Linked DNA regions of Zea mays: regions 2 and 3 are each linked to region 1. A link is a contact called in public Hi-C data. All regions are on one chromosome and are shown on one strand. The core of a region is the stretch at or near the end of the contact, and the rest is flanking DNA. Distances in the headings are between cores, read along the strand shown.

Region 1 (3,654 bases), core at 774-3,273:
GGGTATATATAGTCCCTAAAAACTGTTTACCGTCTTTTCGAGGCAGGTATGTCTGGTCCTGTGCCTGCTACGACTACGAGAGAGGGCAGGGGAAAAGCTGACGAAGCTGCTGGTCCGCCCGCCCACACCCCTTTTCACCGTTCGCCCTCTGACCAGTAGTAGTGATCTCACTCACTAGGTGGCTACCTGCAGCTAGCGAGCTTTGACCTACCCGTAACTGACACGAAACGTATAAAAATGCGGCGGGGCGTAAGCATAGCAGACTCGCGGTCCGGCCTACCGTCATTCTTAAAACGGCCAAGACCAAGAGCCTGAGGAGAGTTCTGAGTCTGAGCCGGAGAAGAAATGGCTCGGCGCTAAAAGAATTGGCTAACTGCACACGGACCTCTGCCGACAGTTTTCGAAATGGTTGACACGGCCACAGCCACAGGCATCTGATTCGTGATTCCCAGGAACAAGACGATGGAATCAGCGAGAAAAACAAAAGCAGGTTATTGTAGGATGGATCGGGTGTGACTGGGGGATGACAGCCAGAGAGAGAGAGAGAGATATATATAAAAACAATAGAGACATGGAATGGACGACGAACAAACCGTAAGGAAAGAAAGAAAGAAAGAAAAGGAGAGAAGATCTCACTCAAGCAAAAGGAGAACAAATAAAGCGGCGGCACGGGAAGAACATAACGAATCACGAGGAAAGAGCTCAGCTCCCCGCCGGCGCTCAACCACCCTCATCTTTTGCTTTCGTTGCTTCGCTTGGACTTTGTACTCGTCTACGTACTCGATCAGCCCCACACCCGTATCTTTTCTTTCTTTCTTTTTCTCCTCTCCCCCACCCGGCCCACGGCTTATCTTAGCTGACTGCGCCATACAAGTCGCCCCCAGCCAGCAAAAGGTAAACGAAAGTGTACGTACATCCGGTACAGGTAGCGAGCGACACCGCGCGGGGCGTGGCATAGACAACAAGTGACACAGCTGTACAGTAACAGATATGTACGTCAGCCAATTTCTAATCAAGAGAGTCTTGCTTTTGGACATGTTTCCATGCACTAGAGCTAATGGTTAGCTGTCTAAGAAAATTGCTAGTGAAATTAGCTAGCTAACCAGATAGAGTGGAGGGTAGACACATAGGTCGTTGAAGTAGTCTTACATCATCAGGTTGTGGCCAGCTTCACGATCCCGGTCGATGTAGCTCTGCTTCTACATCCTCTCTCTCTCTCTCTCTCTTTCTCTCTCTCTCTCTCTGAAGACCCGGAGGCAAGCATCATTGTTGCATCCATTAAAGTTTGATGCAGTATATGGAGTACATCGTCTTTGGTCATCTTAATGTCGAAGGACAAGAAAGACATGGCGAGAGTGGTTTGGTAGTGTGAAAGAAGAGAGAGGAGTGAAATATGAAGTGGTAGGAGTGAAATGAAGAGTGATGGATATTAATGAACCTAAATGTCGTTCTCTGTTTGTAGACTAGATTATTTTTGTTTATTTTTTTGGAATTTAGGCATTTCAAAACGGTTAGCTGACGTGACGCACACGTGGGCTAATTAGGACATGCGCCATGTCGCTACAACCGACCAACTGAACTGACGGGATCTGTCATATATCAATGCTAGTTAGTATCGATCGGCCCATCCAACTGAACAGTTGGTATCGATTGATAATGACTCTAACGCGTTGGTACCGATCAGACCAACCGATACGATAGCCTATACAAGAGAGTACTTGGTATCGATTGATGATAAATTTACCGATCAGACCAACCGATCGATAGATTAATCGATGGATTATTGGTCAAACCAATCGTCGTTGGAGTCATATCGATCAGCAGTAGCATGTCACCGATAGATAGCGACCCACGTTGGAACCCGCGTAGAGTGTCAAAGTAGTGGACTTAACATGCTACTCCGGTATGCTAGTAGGCTGCGCGCTTTTGCTTTTCACGCCCCGGCGAAAAGCCTTGCTATTTAAGCATGCCAAGCTCTGTCTGTCTCCACCCAGCCTCTCTCACAGTCCACTCAGTCTTTACACACTGTCTGCCTCACTCACGTCCTTCTCCTGCTGCCGCTACACCGAGCCATGGAAAGGGAGGTGCAGCTGATGGAGGGGAGGCAAGCGTGGCCGCTCCACATGATGGGGATGGCTGCCGCTGGTACGACCGCCACCTGCTTCGACAACTACAGCAGCAGTGGCAGTGGCGGCGGCGGCGGCGACTGCTTCGTGCTCGGGTGGGAGCAGCTAGCGCCGGCGCCGTTCGGCTGCTTCGGGCTCCTCACCGCCGACGTCCACGACCTCTTCCCGCTCTGTACGTGTCGCATGCATGCGCGCTCGCGACCTTCCTTGGCCCGGATTGTTGATGATGATCCCCGTCGATCGGTTGTTCCTGGCTTTGCAGTCGCCACAGGCATGGAGCCGGCGCTGCCCGCGCTGCCGCCGTCGGCGCACGACGTGGCCGCCGCGATCCCCGGCGAGCTGGACGACCTTCTCCTGGTGCGTCGGGTGAAGCAGCAGACCATGGCCATACCATACCTCCTGGCATTAGCAGTAGCAGTAGCAGCCAGAGCTATGAATTTACTCTGCTAGTGCTAGCTAGCACTTGCTCACCAAACCAACCCCCCTGGCGTGTCCTTTGCAGAGCTTCTGGGACGCGAGCTGCCACGACGGCGACGTGGGCGAGCCGCTCAAGGCGCAGCAGCAGGCCGCCTTCAATTCCAGCTGCTGCGTCACGCACGAGCGGGGGGAGGACTACTGCACCCCCACCACCGACTCCTTCGTCCACTGTGAGCGAGCGCCCCCGTTTGAATCGACCCCTCCTCCTCCGCTCCCACTCTCTCAACTGAAATTGACCGGCTTTCGTCGTCGTCTGCAATGCAGACGGACGGACCTGTTAGATTTTAGGTCCTGTTGGTCCCTCGCGCCTCGCGTGAAGTACACACACCCCGTGGTGGGGGGTTGGGTCGGGGTCGGGGTCGGACGGAGGCCGAGGACAGAGCCAGCCAGGTCGTAGAGCTAAGCGTTAAACAATGTTGTTTTGTCAATGCGTTGCCATCGGAGACGTGGGGCCCGCGGGAGTTTAGCGTCACGTAATTGTCACGGCCCGCCCCATGATTTGCGCATGATCGATGCATGGATTGGTAGCACATTGTTAATTTGTTATTAGAATCATTATGTGTGCTAGTTTCAGTATTATTATTATTATTATATATATAGTGGCAACTGCGTAGTACTACACTGGTATAGCAGGGCGCGTCTTTTGAAGAAAAGACAGATCTGGGTTCTACGTGTTTAGATTGTACTAGTGCTGACAGAGATTCTACTACTGCTAATAGTAAATTAGTCATTAGTGTGCGTAATCTTCTTGGCCAGTCACTCCCCAGTTTTGAACTCAGCCGATGGAACTGACTAATCAACCTCTCCTGCTGTCCTGCAGATGATGACAATGATGACGGCGATGATCCCTTGAGCTCGATTTTCTCCGCGGGCCTCGCGCCGGCAGCGGAGGGAGCGGTGTGCCCCGCCGCCGCAGAGGCAGAGCCCCTCCCCAGCTCGTCCTCGTCCAACTGCCGCGGGGGGGACCCGCGCGCCGGCGGGGTCGACCTGCAGCCGCAGGGACAGATGCAGCAGGGCACCGCGCGGGCGCGGGGCCGGGCCGGGACCCCGC
Region 2 (3,654 bases), core at 732-3,231, 170 kb after region 1:
TGAATATTGTTAACATTTATATCTCCAACTAAGTTTAGTACGAAAATATAACTTTGGTCATATTTAATTTATGATAATCTTCTATCATAAATGTTAGTACTTTTTAATATAACTTTGATCAAACTTTAAATCTTTGACTTCTCAAAAAGTGAGATTCACACCCTTCTGTAGACGGAGGTAGTGCCATCTTAATTAAATTAATGTTAGAAAGTACTGACCTTTTCCATGTACAGGGTGGGAGATTGGCTGCTGTTAACCTGGAGTCTAGAGCTGGTTTGCTTGCAGCTAGGCAGGTAATATGATCTTCTGTTAGCAAGTACATATGTCCAATCCTCACACGTTTATCTAAGATTGTGTCATTCAGGTGTCATGTTTCAATAGTCTTGAATATTTGCAGGGTTTGGTTCGTGCTGCATCGAGATACGTTGGACTCAGGAGTGTCGTGACATTTCTTGGACCAATGTATGCTTCTAGTAGTAAATCTGTAACTGTTACTTCCCATTTTGTTTCAAGACAATCATTATTAGGGTCTGAATACTTCTATCACATTTCAAGCACCGCTGTTATTTTGAGCAGTTTAAGCTGTTTTTTTTTGTTTATTGCTGGATGATGTTTTGATTAATTCATAAACATTTAGTGTTGACCTTGGGCCACAAAGCATATAAATCAGAATCCCTTCATGGAGTGATATATCATGCCCTATTAGTAATTTATACCCCTTTGGTCAGATTGTGGGGGACGCTCTTGGCTGATATTGTGATTCAAATGTTGGGCACCGATTATGCTAGGATCGTCCAGGCAGTCTATGCATTTGCTCAGGTGAAGTTCATGCTATTTTCATCCGTCTTCTGAGGTGACGCGTTATTTGTCTCTAACTGCATTGATTTATATTTCTTCTGCTGCTGCTGAACAGATTCGTTTGACTCGGACAAGTTACGTGGAATCTGATGGTGAAGGACCAGAGTAAGATCGCTACTGGACTAGCCTAACTGGCATTCTGATCTAAAAGCAACCGTATTGTACATTCTAGCCATGAAGATCACCATCTGATTCTGCGGGTTCCAGTGCAAATACTCCACGGGACAACGAGGTTATAGCTTCAGACTTCGGAGTACTGTACTGCTAATGTGAGTGCGTATAAGTGACAGACGAGCGGTGTTACAAGACGTTGGGTCGCAGAGACAGTCATAGAGCACAACACAACCGGCTACTCCCCTGATCGATGTAAAGCTTAGCAAAAATAACCTAACCGTGACAATGAAAATATGATACAGTAATGTTTAACAACGAGCTCCGCAAGTGTCATTTGGGCGGCGACCTACCCTGTGAGCGCGGAAGTTGTGACTGAATTTACTTGGGCGTCACACTTCCGCGCGGGGCCCGAAGTTGTAGACCATGCATTCTGCTCTGCCCCGGTTGAATACTGTAAAATATTGCTCCCCTTATCCTAAACTATTCCTCCTAACGTTCGGTTAGGCAAGGCAGATCTCATTGACACAGCCTGATGCCACAATCTACAGTCATGCTTGAACACAACACAACACAACAGCACAGAATTTACGTGTAACACCCTGCCTGTTTCCTGTATATGAAAACACTACTCTCATTCATGATCATCACCTGGTGTGAATTTTGTCATAGTGCCTGCTTGCTATAATGTCCAAGTCTCGGAGATGTCTCAAAATCGTATTTTCCATGTTTTTTTTTCGATAACTTCAAATTCCAAATGCGTGTTGCTCGGCGCATGCATGGAGCTCGATACCTTTGTCCAACGGAAAGACTAGGCCCAACACGTACAATTAGCCTAACGCCACCGTGAAGCGTTAGCGTTCACGGATAGCATATATCTGGAAAAAGACGAGGTTTTGGTTGCAAACTTTTTCCAGAACAGAGCAGAGGAACCATGCATGCTGCGAGCGTCGTCATATATGTCTAGAAGGATGTCGGGGGCCGTATTGTTTACAGCGCCTCACAGTGATCACGCGCGCACACTCCACCACCACCAGACCGTCCAAGCTTTCTAAATCCTGGGCACTTACCGCGTGAGACCAAGGCGCCGATGGAACCACTACGGCGACCCTCCCTCGCACACTGTACGCCATAAAGCGCGCGCCTGCACCACCAGCTCCGCGGCGTCCGGTCCGGCGACATGGCTGCCAATAATAAGACGATGGTGGTCAGCCTGGGGAGCTCGCGGCGGCGGAAGCGCGGCGAGATGCTGTTCCGGTTCGAGTCCTTCTGCCAGCCCGGCTACCCCGCTCCGCTCGCCGGCGGGGGCGCCTTCAGGGACAACGTCAGGGCGCTGCTCGGCCTCGCGCACCTGGAGGCCGGCGCGCATGGCGAGACCAAGTGCTGGTCTTTCCAGCTCGAGCTGCACCGCCACCCGCCCACCGTCGTCAGGCTCTTCGTCGTCGAGGAAGTGGTCGACACGTCGCCGCAGCGCCAGTGCCACCTCTGCCGTCACGTCGGTACTCACCGCTTTGCTACTGTCTTTTGTCGATCCTATAGATGATGCTGAACCTTGTGCCCTGTACACGAGTTATACGTCCTAAGTTACACCATGGGGTCGTGCATGATACATCTGACAGCCGAGTATAACTGTTAGATAAAGCTATTAGAATTGCTACTAATTCGATTTTTTTTTATCGCCAATACAATGAACAGCGGACTCGAACTGCACTATGATCCGCAGAAAGAAAACTATAACGATCGAGCAACTCGGCCACTGTCAGATATATGCGCTCACTCTGCCAGGAAACCCCCGCGTGGTGTTTCTGTTTCAGGTTGGGGTCGGCATCTGATCTGCAGCAAGCGGTTCCACTTCGTGCTGCCCAAGAGGGAGTTGTCAGTGGAAGCTGACGGCCTGCACTACGGGATCAACCACAGCCCGGAGAAACCGTCCAAAGGCACGGCGACCTCCAGGGGCCACCTGCTGCACGGCGTGGTGCACCTCAACGGCTTCGGCCACCTCGTTGCCCTGCACGGCTTCGAGGGCGGCTCCGAATTCGTCGCCGGCGAGCAGATCATGGACCTCTGGGATCGCATATGCTCCTCTCTGAACGTCAGGTGTGCAACGCGAACTACTGTGCAACACGTTCGTTGTGCCCCGTGCACTGCCACTGCATCATATGAGTGCATGACGGCTCGTGTTTCGTTTGGTTATCCATTGCAAGGAAGGTGAGCCTCGTCGACACGGCGAGGAAGGGGCACATGGAGCTGCGGCTGCTGCACGGCGTTGCGTACGGCGACACGTGGTTCGGGCGGTGGGGCTACAGGTTCGGCCGGCCCAGCTACGGCGTCGCGCTACCGTCCTACCAGCAGTCGCTGCACGCGCTCCAGTCGGTACCTCTCTGCGTGCTCGTGCCGCACCTGTCGTGCTTCAGCCAGGACCTCCCCGTGGTGGTGACCAAGTACCAGGCCATCAGCGGCCACAAGCTGCTCAACCTCGGCGACCTCCTCCGCTTCATGCTCGAGCTGCGGACGCGCCTCCCGGCGACCTCCGTCACCGCCATGGACTACCGCGGCATCATGTCGGAGGCCTCGTGCCGGTGGTCGGCCAAGCGCGTGGACATGGCGGCCCGCGCCGTGGTGGACGCTCTCCGCCGCACCGAGCCGCCCGCGCGGTGGGTCACGCGGCAGGAGGTGCGCGACGCG
Region 3 (3,654 bases), core at 540-3,039, 150 kb after region 1:
GATCCTGGGTCAATGAGATCTCTTGGGGGTACCACCGGATTAGAAGCCCCACAAACGCCAGGAAGAGGACGAGAAATCCCATACTCGTGCGGCCCCGATTGAGCATCGGGCACAACAACCACTTCTTCCGGAAGTTCTACCAAAGGAGCTTCAATACGAGATGCATTGGGAATTTGTGGAGTCAACCCGACTAGAGCATCACGATGAGTAACAGATAACAGCTGAACAACCACATCCAAACATGGTGGAAGCATGGTCTTCACGATTCTTACATATCTCACCCAGTCATCTTCTGAGGCAATGGAGATCAACCGTCGGACAACTGTTCCACATGTAATATGGGACAACAAACCCTGAATTGATATTCTAGGGTCGTTTATGTCGCAACTAATCTCCTCACAAGCTCGAGCGAAAATCTTGTCAAAAGATGGTCTTTCATCGAACAACATGGTCACGATCTTCATATCATCAAAAGTAACATTCCCATATGCATCTATCCCCACGCTTCCTCCATGGTATAGTGTCACTAGGTGTCCATCTATTGCAAAAATAGATTACTAACTTAATAATGGCTACGTACTTAAGCCTAAAAACTTACTAAATAATAAATAAATAGTAACTACTTATTAACTAATAACTATATAGTAAATATTAAATGACCACATCAAACGAAATTACATAATCTATGAATAATGTACGAAAACAATTTATACCTTAGATCTCGTACGAGTCCAGCAAACGGTGGAGAAGGTCATGTCGGAAGAACACCTATGTACAAAAATACTATTGTCAATAAAAAATTCGGCAGCACCTCCCCTATAAAGTGATGTTTCTAAAACCTGGAAAGAAACAACAACACGATGGTTGCCAACACAGAATACTGCACGATAGCATAATAAACAATATGCTAACCATGTGATATCAATGTGCTAAACATATTGCTACATGTATATGCTAAACCCTTTATAATCACTCGCTTTCCTACATCCAATACACTAACAATATGCTACCAATTTACTAACTATATAATCACTAAATAAATATACTAACAAATAAATACTTAGCTAACTATTTATACTAACAAGTGAATAGCTATCAATCTATACATTATACCAAGTAAATTAGCTAAATAATTACTAAAAACTAAGTAAAACCATTACCGTGGGGAGGAGGGTCGGCCGTGGGGACGAGGGGCTTGACGGCGATGGAGAACGGCAAGGGCAGTGACGTGGGGACGCCGGGCTTGGAGCGGTGGAGGGGGCTGCAGCTTGGGGACGCCGGCCTTGGACCGGTGGAGGGGGCCGCGGCTTGGCGCGACGGCGGAGGCGCCCGCGGCGTGGGGCGCTGGCGCGGCGGCGGAGGAGGCCGCGGCGGCCGCGGCATTGGGCGTGCGGCTCATAGGGGCGACGAGCGGCTGGGAGGAGCGCGCAGAGTGGGGCGGCGGTTGTGCGGCGGCTCGGCGAGACGGCGACACGGCGTGAGAACAGAATGAGCGAGAGGAGAATGACGCGGTTCGAAACCCCTAGCTCGGCGCCAAGATCTATGGCGCCGAGCTAGGGGACACGTCAGCCTCCACGTCTAGCCAAACTGTCGTTGCCACGTCAGCGCTCGGCGCCATAGGCTATGGCGCCGAGCTGTGTTACCTCGGCGCCACAACCTATGGCGCCGAGCAAAGGGTCCAAACTTGCAAATAAAATTTCTGGCGGTCCAAACGTAAATTTTTGTAAAAAAAGGGCTAAAAAACAAAAAAATTCGGGAACCTCGTCGCGGGTCTGAGCTCCGCGGCGTCCTACAACCGGTGAGCGGCGATCGTTGCCGCGCGCAATGTCACCCATCGTACCACCAAAACCCCTCCCGTTCCTCACCACGCTCACCACCCGCTTCTCACTTGCCTGCTTACCCACGCGGCGTTTCACCCAAACCTGCTGTTCCAGTGCCGGGCACCGCGGTCCCGCGGTCGCGGCCACTCCTCGTCCCGGTGGAGTTTGCAGGGTCCATTCCCCCCTTAGGTCTCTTCTCCTTGCCAGCGCGGCAACTTCGGCCCGAACCGCGGCAGCGGCGGAAGGTATTCGGCGCGAACGAATTTGTGCTTTGTTGCAAAGTTGACTGGATGATGTTAATTGTGTATTTCTGATGTCCGAAGACATGTCTGACCCGGAGCTGAGGCTGGTGCTCGAGCTTGCTACTGACGAGGAACTGATGGAGGTCGAGGAGATCCTCTACGGCACCAGGTTTGAGTGCTTCCTGATTTTGCATATTAAGCTCTGATATGAGTTCATCAGATGGTTTGGATGATAGTATTGGGTTCTGAAGACAAAACTGGATGGGTTAATATGGGATTTTAATAATGGTGTGCATATGAAACAAGTGAGCGGGTATGTACGCAGCAAGCAAGTGCAGATTGATATTGGTTGTTTTGGTTGGTCACTCTTATGCAATCTTTGGGTAGTGATTCCATTGTGCCAGATTCAGTGCCTATTGCAGTTTGTATTTGGTGCTAGCTAATAGTAACTTCCATGTCTCAAAGTTCAGCATTAGTGACAAAGATGTTTGATTAAATACTCCCTCCGTCCTAAATTAGTATTCGTTTTAGCTCTTGGTTTTTATGTCTATATTCAAATGGGTAGTGATGAATTTAGACATATATACAAAACACATACATTAATATTGTATGAATCCATTAAAAGACTAAAATAAATTTTAATTTGGGACAGAGGGAGTACAATATATCTGGCAAGTATTGTTCCAGCTTTGCTACTAGCTCCGGTTTCAAATGCTGGTCGTTGTAGACCTGTGTAATAAGATTAAGAAAATAGATTGTTGGCAGCCAGAATTGCGGTCTTTGTGCCAACATAGATCGAATGACCTTGGTGCCCCTCAGCCTCATTTGTACCATACTGAGTAAATCCCTCATTTGTAAATGGTAGTATTTATTAAGCAGGGCTAAGGATGTAAGAAAAGGGTAAAATATTCGAAGAAATTCTAGGATGACCTACACTGTAAGAAAAGTTGTGAAGGCAGAAATGACCTACATTTAGGGTTGGATGGACTTACCGCTTGCAGGTACGCAACAGGAATGTGTAAGTTGTAACTTCAGTTGCTAAATCTATATGCATTGTAATGTATCATCTATGAGACAAAGATGATGGGGGACTGCAAGTTTATGTAACATAGTGGCTACAGAGGACCTGATATTATTTTTATGTTAAACCGCTTTCCTCCTCTCTTTTGTGTTCTTGTGCTTATTCGTCTGATATTAAGAATTTGGAAAACAGTTGTCTTGTCCTTCTTTCTTTTTTCTTGATTTGGCTTAAATTTGCTCACTTATTCAGTTAGACCTACTCACCTTCCTGATTTTTCTACATGGAGAATAGCATAGAATGTTAGTATGGTCATATCTCTTCGTATCATATTGCTCCTCTGCTTAACCTTCTCGAAATTAATGTTTTTGTATTTCCTTTGTTCGTAGCTATTTTAGCCCATTGCTAAAATCAATTGCAAGAAGACCGAACTCAGATGGTGTTGTTGTTTTGGATGATATCGAGGAGAGAGATCATTTCATCTCAAAATTAGAGTCAAGGTTCCTGTATCTTGCTGCAGATGCTCGTTTTGTTATGAGGTCAGTCAAGGAGGCCTTTTGTTGACCTATCTCTA

What was found. A called contact is a pair of places that touch in the nucleus more often than the background predicts.
Region 2: a Hi-C map of root tip shows a contact between it and region 1, with 2.5 times the contacts expected there. The contact joins the promoter of LOC103643406 here to the promoter of LOC100272692 in region 1. A contact is called at or near these places in 3 of 25 Hi-C or Micro-C datasets (ear, endosperm and root tip).
Region 3: a contact with region 1 is called in a Hi-C map of leaf, with 2.9 times the contacts expected there. The contact joins the promoter of LOC100382709 here to the promoter of LOC100272692 in region 1. A contact is called at or near these places in 6 of 25 Hi-C or Micro-C datasets (bundle sheath, ear, leaf and 2 more) and 1 of 3 datasets of contacts at active chromatin or transcription factors (leaf).

What each region holds. Positions count from the first base shown.
Region 1 is chr7:129,065,335-129,068,988 of Zm-B73-REFERENCE-NAM-5.0, forward strand. It overlaps LOC100272692, which reads left to right and starts at 2,024. Exons shown (of 5, transcript NM_001147147.1): 1 at 2,024-2,298; 2 at 2,389-2,483; 3 at 2,629-2,773; 4 at 3,424-3,654. The coding sequence starts at 2,073.
Region 2 is chr7:129,238,735-129,242,388 of Zm-B73-REFERENCE-NAM-5.0, forward strand. LOC103643406 (PHD finger protein MALE STERILITY 1-like) reads left to right here and starts at 1,982. Exons shown (of 3, transcript NM_001365559.1): 1 at 1,982-2,468; 2 at 2,784-3,066; 3 at 3,174-3,654. The coding sequence starts at 2,150. It overlaps LOC100382709, which reads left to right. Exons shown (of 11, transcript NM_001175432.1): 8 at 234-293; 9 at 398-462; 10 at 729-819; 11 at 914-1,282. The coding sequence ends at 967.
Region 3 is chr7:129,211,755-129,215,408 of Zm-B73-REFERENCE-NAM-5.0, forward strand. LOC100382709 reads left to right here and starts at 1,790. Exons shown (of 11, transcript NM_001175432.1): 1 at 1,790-2,065; 2 at 2,144-2,231; 3 at 3,470-3,619. The coding sequence starts at 1,825.